2 separate regions of the Rattus norvegicus genome follow, and region 1 is linked to region 2. Evidence: chromatin contacts called from public Hi-C data. All regions are on one chromosome and are shown on one strand. The core of a region is the stretch at or near the end of the contact, and the rest is flanking DNA. Distances in the headings are between cores, read along the strand shown.

Evidence for each region. Hi-C and Micro-C count contacts between places; a contact is called where the count stands out from the background.
Region 1: a contact with region 2 is called in a Hi-C map of Schwann cells, with 5 times the contacts expected there. The contact joins two enhancer-like sites. A contact is called at or near these places in 7 of 12 Hi-C or Micro-C datasets (the A7r5 cell line, the Rat2 cell line, Schwann cells and 3 more).

Annotation. Positions count from the first base shown.
Region 1 is chr14:84,282,629-84,288,471 of GRCr8, forward strand. No RefSeq gene overlaps it. Among named protein-coding and RNA genes, the nearest start is that of Emid1, 28 kb to the left of the region's middle. Within about 2 kb of position 3,458, at least 6 of the 93 cell types and tissues checked have an H3K27ac peak or open chromatin away from gene starts, as enhancers often do.
Region 2 is chr14:84,222,627-84,228,152 of GRCr8, forward strand. Emid1 (EMI domain containing 1) reads right to left here. Exons shown (of 15, transcript NM_001401622.1): 13 at 3,866-3,910. Among named protein-coding and RNA genes, the nearest start is that of Rhbdd3, 17 kb to the left of the region's middle. Within about 2 kb of position 1,900, at least 2 of the 93 cell types and tissues checked have an H3K27ac peak or open chromatin away from gene starts, as enhancers often do.

The DNA of each region.
Region 1 (5,843 bases), core at 2,208-4,707, 62 kb after region 2:
TCCACAGGTTTGCATCCCCCCATGCCATTCACTTCCCAGTTCCCTCTTCTTTCTTGCAGGGCTAGCATCCTGGCTGGCTGGCCTCCCGGTGAGCACGCATCCCTCTGTGACTCTGCCCCTTGCTGTGGCACTGTCTGCTCCTTTCCAGCCATAACCGGTGCAGTGATTGGAACATGAGAATGTCTTCCCTGGGGAGATAGAAATGCCTACCTCCTTCTTCTAAGGACTCAATGACAAACTAGAGTTTGGTCTCACCAAGGTTAACGATTGACTAGAGCGTGAGTAAAGGCTTGCCCACAGGAGACTGGGAAGTCTTCACCCACCTTGGATGGCGGGTTCCCCATGGCACAGATGGAACCCCCTTTTCTCACCCCCATTTTTTCTAGTCCGTTCTTTCCAGTAGCCTCTGTGGCGATGACACTGACCATGGAGGCAAAGTCACAGTTAAACTGTGACAGTTTAGGTCTGCAATGCCTCCCAAAGCCATGTGTGGAAGGCTTGGCTTCCTGTTTGTCGCTACTGAGAGGCGGCGGTACCTTTAAGGGGCGGGGCCTAGTGGGAGGTCCTTATGTCATTTGGGGTGTGTCCTTGAAGGGATTTGTTAGGCGCCTGACTCCATTTCTTCTCTTGCTGCCCAGTCAAAGGGTGAGCGGGTTTTTCCTCAACACACGCTCTCACTGTGATGTGTCACCCAGGCCCAGAGCAGCGGGGCTGACTGACCACAGGCCAAACTTCCAAACCTCCAAGCCCCAGAAAGCCTTGGTTCAATGTTTATCCTCAGATATTTGTTACAGTCCTTCTCATTCCTTGGTTACGGCCCAGAGAAGGGCGGACTGTGATCGATCGCTGTCCCTCAGGGTCAAATGAAATAGCATGAGTGTCCTGTTTAGCAGGAAGCATGGGGGACCAAATTCCTCACGCTGCAGGCCAGCCCTGCACACTTTTGTGCTTGTGCCTTGAGGGTTGGTGTGGGTTAGATCTCTAGTACCTGATTCACTTTAAAAGATGCTGCCCTGTCCTTCCACAGAGCGTCCCGAGGCCCTGAAGCCTCCCTCGGCAGTCTCCCTGCAGCTTGCTGTAGACCCACTGGAAGATCAAACGCCCCAAATGTGGAGGGTCCATTACTGACTTGGTGCCATCTGCTCGGGAGGAAGGGGAAGCTTGCCGAAGCTCTTTTCTTTCTCTCCTTTCTCTTTCCAAAGACATAAACATGTGGACTGCCAGCGCAGGGAGGGAGGAGGGGTGCTAAAGATGTTTATTTTGTAGTTTTCAAAGAAAAGGACCTTTGGTGTAGTAACTGAACATTCTGCTGGCTTTGGAGAGACGCTATGGGGACAAGCTTTGCTTGTCCCAGCAGGTGTCTCTGGGGGTGACTTGGGGTGAGGCAGGACAGCGGGTAATGCTGGGCCACAAAGTGGATGTCAGGCCAGTAGCTTTGGCACAGCTCCAGGTGACTTGCCCAAGCAGGACACATAGTCTCCTTGGTGCTCTGGAAACACGCATGGCTGCTTTCTTCTGAGTGACGGGGACACTTAATGTTGCCTGTGCTTTCTTTTGTGCCTCCCATTCTTTCAAAGATCAATGTCATTGTGTTTCCAAAGTGGTGCATGTAGTTCATAAATGCAAAAAGACTTGAGCCACACGTAAAGACATTAAATAAAGTGGGAGTGCTCCCGTGATCCCCTTCCTCCTCCTGCCCCTCCAGAGGTGCTCCCTCTCCCTCTTCCCCCTCCCTCCAGAGGTGCTCACTGACAGCCTGGCTGGGGCTTTAGTGCCCTTGCACAGACAGTCATGCACATATCCCTTAACCTGGGCAGCCTAACAAGATCTTCTTTAAAGGGGGAAGAGGGAGGCTCAGTGGGTAGGAGCAGCTGCTCTTGCTGGGCACCCATGTTGGATGGCTAGCACAATGGGGCTGGAGAAAGGAGGCATCCGTTGAGAGCCCTGGCTGCACTGGTGGAGGATTCAGTTCCCAGTACCTGCATGGTGGCTCACAACCACCTGTAACACCAGTTTCCGGGGATCTGACACCCTCTTCTGGCCTTGTGCATGTATTTGGTGTACAGAAATGCACAGAGTCTTTCTCTAACACACAAACATAATACATGTTTTTAAGAGACAAAACTGAAGAAATATGGAAGATATACGGACTGTCATGTAACCCGGTTTCTTCCCGTAGGGGGGGTCCTCATGTCCGTGTCGGTAACACGGACCCTCACAGATGGGACATGGGTGGTCATGCTCCTGCTGTGGGCTGAGTTCCACTGAGAGGAAGAAAGGGTGCTCTTCAGAAACCTTTTCCGGGTTGAGGAGTTGCTTATCCTGGCCTCATTCTGAATGAGCCTTTCCTGTCTTGGCCTCCTCTGTGACCACAGCTCCTCCCCATTGTACTCTGTTCAGTGTGAGGAACTGGATTTCAGAAACGTGAGAGAAGACTCACTTGTTTCTGTGGGCTCTTGGTTACAAAGACACAAAAGTAACTGATAGACCCCTGGGCAGTGTGAGGGGAGGGTGTGCGTGTGTGTAAGAGAGAGATCGTTTTTCTGCTAAGTCACAGTGTAACAGGTCCACAGGTCTTAGCATAACTGACTCCATGACGGAAGCGCCATTCAGGCTGTAAAACTCAGCGTGTGGACAGCACCACCCGCCACAACCAAACAAAGACCCAATCCAGCAGGGTGGACACGCCTTTAATCCCAGCACTCGGGAGGCAGAGGCAGGTGGGGCTCTGTGAGTGGGAGTTCAAGGCCAGCCTGGTCTACAGAGTGAGATCCAGGACAGCCAGAGCTACATACAGAGAAACGCTGTCTCGAAAAACAAAACAAACAAACTTAAAACAAAGACCTTATCCATCAAACCCCTTAGTTCTGGGAAAGTCTCTAAAAGTACTAAGCTTGGGGCTGGGGATTTAGCTCAGTGGTAGAGCGCTTGCCTAGGAAGCGCAAGGCCCTGGGTTCGGTCCCCAGCTCCGAAAAAAAGAAAAAGGAAAAAAAAAAAAGGACTAAGCTTGCTTTTTGTCTTCTGTGGAGCCTCTTCTGGCTAACTGTCCTTGTTAACTGGAAAGAATGTCAACCCAGGATATCGTTTCTTGTTGTTGTTGTTTGTTTGTTTGTTTGTTTGTTTTGTGCATAAAATCTCACCCTGAGAAAAGCTCCAGGCTACACTGGGATCCCAAACACCCAGTGTGGTCTCAGGCAGGCTGATAAAGACTTTCTATTGGCTTAAACCCATGTCTGAGCAGTCTTTTCCGGTGAATACCCCACAACAATAAGGTCAGGGCATTGGGAAATGACCTCCAAGTGTGAGAGATTCTATCATCCTAAGAGGGAGAAGGGCAAAGTCGAAGTCCAGATTTCTCGGAGGCCAAGAAACCGGAGACTTTAATGGAGGATGCAGGTTGCCTGGATCGTGTTCACTTCCTCACGATCTCAGATCTCACCACAGGGAGGCACTGGTGAGCAAGGCTGCACAGGCTTCTGCAGCGTGGAGGCCTGCCAGAGCCTTCAGGCCAGGAGCCCGGCTGGGCCAGGTGCTTCGCCGGGCCCCGTCTGTTTGCCCACCAGGGTCCTTGAAGAAACTGGAGGTCATTCAAGTTCTTCTGTGTTTGGGCCCTTAATTAAGCGGTTCTCAACCTGTGGGTCGAGACCCCTTTGGCAACCCTTTAGCTCCAAAAATATTTACACTACGATTTGTAACAGTCACAGCCGCTATGAGGCAGCAGTGAAACAATTTTATGGCTGGGGGGTCACCACAACTCGAGGAACTGTATTAAAGGGTCGCAGCGCTGGGAAGGTTGAGAAGCGCAGCCTTAATTGATGATGAAACTTGTGGAAGGAACAGGAGCAGCATGGTGGATTAAGCCCAGAGATGACGGGTGGGAGACACAGTGGCGCTGCGGCCCGAGGGGTATGGCTCAATTGGGAAAGTGCTTGTTGGGCAGGCGAGAGGACCTGAGTTCCAGCTTCAGCCCATAAGTAAGAAAGCTCGTACCTGCAGTCCCAGGGCTGAGGAGGAAAAGGTAGGAGGCAAAAGCCGGTCTTGCTGGCCAGCTCCAGGTACAGTGAGAGGCTCTGGCTCAGAGCAGAAGGTGGAGAGGGCCACGGGAGTTGGCTCAGCAAGTAAAGGTGATTGCTGCTATCCTGACAACCGGAGATTAAGCTCTAGAACCCACACTGTGAAGGAGAAAACCAACTCCTTCAAGTTGTCCTCTGACCTCCACATGTGCACCATGGCATTCCGTGCGCTGGCGCGCGAGCGCGCGCACACACACACACACACACACACACACACACACACACACACACCATGCTTTGAACATGCTAAGGGAAAAACAATCACTGACAGGAACCATGTCAGTTCTTTTCTCAGAAGCACACTGCCCTTATGTATGCGTTGTTGGCTTGTCATCTGATATGAGGCCAGGTTCCCTCCAAAGACAAGATCACCTAAAGTCCCTGTGACGTCTGGTTTGTGACTCAACTCTTATTTGCAGAATAGGGACCGATGGCAGGGTATGGTGGCACAAATCTGTAATCCCAGAACTCAGGAGATGGAAATGGGAGAGAATCACATTCAAGGCCAACCTTAACTACATCACAAGTTCAAAGCCTGTCTCATCTGGATGAGATCTTTTGTTTGTTTTTTTTAAAACAAAACAAAACAAAACCAACCAAATCACAAGAATAGGGACTATCGACCATGGCTCTATTACTGTGGGTCCTCTCCTGACTTTGATCCACAGTTACTGCTAAAAAAACCCATCTAAACGTATAAGGAATGTACAAGCCAGGGCTGAAGAGATGGCTCAGGAGTTAGGAGCAAAGGCTGTTCTTCCAGAGACCCAGGTTCAACTCCCAGCACCCGCATTACACCAACTGTTTATAATTCCAGTTCTTGGGGATTCAACACCTTCACATAGACATGCATGCAGGCAAAGCACCAATGCACATGGAATTTTAAAAATTATATATTTTTTAAAAGGCTGGGTATGGGGGTGCACACCTTTGATCCCAGTGTTCAGGAGGCAGAAGCAGGCAAATCTCTAAGTTCAAGGCCAGCCTGGTCTAGAATGTGAGTTCCAGGACAGCCAGGTGACACCAGAGAAACACTGTCTCAAAACCAAAACCAAAAACCACCAAAAAATCCCAAAAATGATAAAGCTCAGGCGCTGACTGCAATGGCTGAATTCAATCTGAGGTGTTCCGTTTACTTACAGGCTCTTGCTACGTAGCCTAGGCTGGGTTTGAACTCACACCCTTTCTCAGCCTCCCAACTGTAGGGATTTCTGGTGCACCATTCATAGCTGTCTGTGCTCAACCAATTTAATACATGGGCAGTGACACTGGGGTTGGAAGAAAAGGTAACTTGAGTGGGGTCTGGAGACCTGTGGTGGCAGCAGCAGGCCCTGCCTTGAGTCTAGGTGCATAGTCAAGTTTCTCTGGTAGGAAAGAAATCCTTGGTTTCCCTGGCAGAAGTTGGCCCAAGTTACACGCACAGGGCGTGACATCAAGCCTGTGTCCTGCACGCCATTGCCTTCAGCTCCGATTTGCCTCCAGTGATATGCCCAAACTGGGAGAGTCCAAAGCCTTAGCAACTAACTTGAGAGAGAGGGCACTGTGGTAAATCCCAGCCAAACAAGACAACCCGCCTTGCCTCACTCACTCGCAGAAGGAAGGCCAAGCTAACAGACTGGAGGAATCTCTATGTGGGAAGGAAATGATTTTAACCCAGGGCTTGGCTGGGAGGCTTTGGGGGCGGAGTCCAACTCATGGGTATTAGTGGAGGGAAACAAAGAATTGCTGAGGGCGGCAAACTGCTTATAATTAAAAGAACCTGGGCTCTGG
Region 2 (5,526 bases), core at 650-3,149:
GGTCTAGGGAATCTGTCACCCTCTCCTGGCTTCTTTAGATACCAACACACTTGTGATATACACTTTTACACACATGCACATAAATAAAAATAAATCTTAAAACATTTTAAAAGGTCGATTTTTTTTTTTTAAAACACCATGAAGCCATTCCCAGCATGGACGATGGGCCAATGAGGTAAATCAAAGGGGATCTGGTCCCAGCAAGTGCTACTCAGAATGTTTATCTCCTTGGGAAGAAGCAGGTAGACAGATCTAGGACCACCAGTGAGAGGGGCAGGAAGCACATTCTAGGCTATGATGCAAGAACTGTGACAAACTGCAGTGTAGGAACCTTGCTCAGATCTTGGCTAAGTTTTTTTAAGAGTTTTTTTAATTTAATGTATATCTACATGTACACCTACAAGACAAAAGAGGGCCCAAGATTTCACTATAGATGGTTGTGAGCCACCATGTGGTTGCTGGGATTTGAACTCAGGACCTCTGGAAGAACAACCAGTGCTCTTCACCTCTAAGCCATCTCTCCGGCCCTTCGCTGAGATTTTTATTTATTCTTTTGTGTATAAATATTGCATCTGGGCTTGCACGAATGTTTGTGCACCATGTGTGAGCTGTGCCCACTGAGGCCAGAAGTCCTCTTGGCACTAGACTTACAGATCGAGGTGGGCTGTCACATGAGTAATAGAGGAGTCAAACTCAGGTCCTCAGTGAGGCCCCCAACCACTGAGCCGTCCGTCTCCCTGTTTGTGTTCCATGGGTGTTGTACTGGAGATAAAGCCTCAAACATACCAGCTTCTCTACCACTGAGATTTATCCCAGCCCCCTCCCTTTTACTGTGAGAATATTATATATTCTCTGACGAGATCTCACTAACTTGTCCAGGCTGGCCTTGAACTTGCGATCCTATTGTCTCAGTCTCCTGAGCAGCTGGGATTACAGGTTTTTATACCAGTCCCAGCTCTGCCTCCCTCCCTTCACAGCCAAGGCAGCGCCCAAGGTCCCCAGACTCCACTGACCACTGTCGGCCTTGCTGCCTGTCAGTGCTCCCACTTAAAGGCCCATGGCCTCCGGAGTTCTTTTCTGTTTCCAATCCATTCTCCAAGTTGGCGTTCAGAAACATACTTTGCAAACAAAACCCTGACCATACCACTCCTTGTATTCTTTAATTTTTTTTAAAAAAAATCTTAATTTTTGAGATCCTTCAGTATCTCACTCTGAAGCCCAGGTTTGCTTTGAACTTGGAGCAATCCTTCTGCCTCAGGTATCTGAATGCTGGGATTGCAGTGTGAGCCACCATTCCGGGTTTGGAGTTTAGCAATACTTAACGACGCTCCGTGTCCACCGTCGTTAGAATCCCTTAGGCAGCCTCCTCATTTCTGAGAGCCTCTATCCTCTCTCACATCTTGCCTGCCACCCCATGTACTTGCTACTCTGAATATATCCCAGTCCCTTTTATAAGCTGCCCCCACATCTCTGATTACCCCGTGACTGGTTAGGTCCCTTTCGTCACCAGTGCACTATTTATATAGACAACCCCACCACAGCCAAGTCCCCTTTGTCCTGTGGCTGCTCACCATGGTGTTTTACCCGATTTCATGGTGACTCCTCCTGGGGCCTGTGTCTGCAGAGTGCCTCTCTACACTGCCCAACCCTGAGCCTGGTATACCGAGCGATGCTTAGAGAACGGTAATGGATTCTCTAGCCTCTCTGGGAACTTAGGTGTCTTAGCCTGTTTCACTTCGGGTCTCATTTTTGGTGCCACCAGTTTGCTCCGCAGAGCTAGTCCTCAGTTTCCCTAACTAAATAAAGGATGAAGGCCCGCTTCCCTCTTAATTAGGTAAAGTAACTCAGGCCAGTCACTCAGCTCCTGCAGTACATGACTGTGACCACCTGGTGACACTGCTGAGCTACAGCTAAACTTGGTAAGCGGCTCTGAAAGCTACACTACCTTCAGGGGGCGCTGGTGGGTGAAGTGTGTCCGCGGGATGTTTCTTTCCATTGTACCAGGATCCCTACCTACCTCTAACAGAGCAGGTCCCTCAGCCCGGAAGCCACATGCATCTCCTGCCCAGCGAGCCCTCTCCCAGGCAGCAAGCAGGAGTAGAAGTGCAGGTGATGAAAGAAAAAGGTGGGCAGGTAGGGGTCCTGCTACCTCATGGGGGCCCCTCCCATAGCTAGTCCTGGGTTCAAGGTCTGACCTGGGGCGGCCCCAGGGTCCCCATGCAAGGGTAGGAGCTGCACATCGCCTGGCTCTGTAGTGACCTGGTTTTTCCCATACTTTCTGGGATGGGTGAAAACCAGTCTTCTCATCCTGTATCTCTGGGAGAGTGAGGGGCCCGGAGGAGGCAGAGAGCTGCTCATATGGGTCTCCCTGCTCATAGCCGGGTCCACACTGACACTATCAAAGGCCAGGAACCACAAGGAGTGGATGGGTGAGGATGGAGGGTTGGGAAGCAAGCATCTGGGAGAGGTAGCAGGGCCCCTAGAAGTCATGGGGTACACAGAGGTGGACTCGTGCAGGATGAGGACTACCACGGCTGTATCCATCACTGACTCCATGACCACAAATGGACAAGACAAGGTTGGAGGCTAATGCTGGCCACATCCTCACCAGTGGTGCTAAGGAATAGCAGGAGGGAAGGTATAACGCCAGCTTCTACAGAACACCCAGGTTGCCTTTGCTGTGGTGATGTTTATGATGACCCTACCAGTTTGCCAAATGCTTCCCATGTTTGCAATGGTTGCCAAGTGCAGGCACCTGAGACTTCAGGGCATGGTGTGTTCTAGGCTTCCTTATCTGTCTTTAGGCAGAGTAGATTCCTAGGCCCCAAATCTGTTCCTTAGTTACTTCTATAGATCTTGAAGGTTCCCGGTGAGGTCCTTGAAATCTTGAGATTTCTGCATATGTGGTCTGCAGATCTCTCTTCCCATTTACTCAGTGTCTGCTCTGCATGTGACAGTTTCTGGGCCTCCCTTTCTATTGTCCAGCATCCTTCGTATGGTAGTGATCACTTTATCTCGGTTTCTATGGTTCTCTTGGCTTATGACAGTTTCTAGGCCTCCCTAGTGGATCACTTAAGGTAGGTCATGCTACCTAGTACAGATCTTTTGAACATAGCAAAGTTAGGTCTCCTGGCCTCATTAACCACGTAATGGTTTCAAGGTTTCCCTTCCCAAGCTTCACATTCTCTGTGTGTCTATTGGTTTCTAGGTCCCCAGCCCTTTATGCCATGGGTCCTTTGTGCATCCCTTTTTGTTGCTTGACTGAGGTCCCTTTTCTGGTTTTTTTTTTTTTTTTCTTTTCTTTTTTTTCAGAGCTAGGGACCGAACCCAGGGCCTTGCGCTTGCTAGGCAAGCACTCTACCACTGAGCTAAATCCCCAACCCCCCCTTTTCTGTTTTAGGTGGATGGTTTCTTCACATTTCTCCTCCTTCTGTGGTCAACAGGACAAAGCCCAAACCTTTGACAGGAGGGACCATGGAAGTGGAGAAGGGGTCTGGCCTGGGTCACCTAAACTGCCCAACAGCCAACAGGCAAGGCTACAGAGGGTGAGTGGGTGAAGACAGAGGCGGAGACAGAGACAGAGCATGGGTGGGGTCTGCTGGAGGGGGAGTGTTGGGAGGGTGTGGGAGCAGGGCTCTGGTAAGTATGTGAGGAGGACACCCTTGATCCCAGGGTCTACTGGTGAGAGAACCCTTAACTGAGCACCCATGGCAGAGGGAGGCAGGGGGAGGGCAAGGGAATCAGGAAGAAGCAAAGCAGGGGGAGGGGAGGCAGGGAGGCAGGGCAGGGGGAGGCAGGGGAGGGCAGAGGGAGGCAGCGGGAGGCAGGGCGGCAGGAGGGGAGGCAGGTGCAGGGTGTAGCTTACCCAGTGACTCTTCTCACCAGGGTCTCCTTTGGGGCCAGGTTCTCCCTGAAAGAAGTCAGAGACAGAAGTAAGGAAGGGAAAGGAAGGGAAGGGAAGGGAAGGGAAGGGAAGGGAAGGGAAGGGAAGGGAAGGGAAGGGGAGGGGAGGGGAGGGGAGGGGAGGGGAGGGGAGGGGAGGGGAGGGGAGGGGAAGGGAAGGGAAGGGGAGGGGAGGGGAGGGGAGGGGAGGGGAAGGGGAGGGGAGGGGAGGGGAGGGGAAGGGGAGGGGAAGGGAAGAGAGGGAAGAGAGATGAAGATGTAGGAGAGGGCTGGCGTAAGGAAGAAAGACTAACGAAAACCTGGGTGTGTGTGCTGGTGCAGAGCCATTGCCTAGCACCCATGAGACACTGGGTTCAGTCCTTGGGGAGGGCAGTGTGCAAGGAGCCCAGGGAGGAGACAACACACTGGTAGGGTTAAGCACAGATTTCAAGAACTTCCTATCACATAGCACCGAGAGTTTGGAAATACCCAATGCTTTCTCGTGAAATTGCACAAAGCCAGGCTTTTACAGAAAGAACACAGGTCAGGGCTATGGAGTTTTCTTTGGACCAAGAACAAAACCCAAATGGACTTTCTGTAATAAAGGTAACTTTCTGAAAGAGTGGGGTGACCCATCTGTAATCTGGCTGTCCTGGGGCCCCCTGCACTGCTCAAGAAAATAACAGAGTGGGCTCCTCAGACTGTGCCCCCCTCATCCAATAAAGCTTCTGAGGAAAGGCTGTGTGAAGACAATAAACAAGAAACAAGGTGCGCACTTAAGAGAAAGATCAGTCAACAGAAACAGACCCACAGCTAACGCGGTGTTGTAAGTAGGAGACCAGGCATTTAAAACAGCTAAGACCGGGGCGGAGAGACAGCTCAGTGCTTAAGAGCACTGGATGCTCCCACAGGGAACCCATGTTCAATTCCCAGCACCCATATGGTAGATCACAGCCATCTGTAACTCCAGTTCCAGGGGAACTGACACCCTCTTTCCACCTCTGCAGGCAGCAGGCATGCATGTAATGTGCAGACATACATGTAGGTAAAATACTCATGTACGTAAAAAGAAATCTTAAAGAAATTAATAAAGTATCTATGACAGATATTCTGGACCATGGAGATGGCTCGGCAAATCCGGGCAAGCCTGAGGGTCTTAGGGGATCCCGGAACCCACAGTGGGAGGAGAGAGCTGAACTCTGTCCTGTGTTTCATGCATGCTCCCAACATCAGATACACGCGCAATAATAATAAATAAAGCAAAAACCTGAGGCTCTTCAGTGTGTGACTTGCGTCCATCAGGAATGGACACACTGAGCAGGAGAAAGGACCATAAAACACACTCCTTAACAAACATCAAGATGGGGCTGGGGATTTAGCTCAGTGGTAGAGCGCTTACCTAGGAAGCGCAAGGCCCTGGGTTCGGTCCCCAGCTCCGAAAAAAAGAACAAAAAAAAAAAAAAAAACCAAAAAAAAAAAAACCAAAAACAAACATCAAGACAAAACATACAAGGCATGATCTCAGACAATCTTGTAGAACTAGGAAAGAAATCAAATACCTAAAAAACTAACCTGGCAAAGTCTAAGCCATCAGGAGATGAAATACACTTGCCTGAGTACACAGGACAAAGAAGGAACCACAAG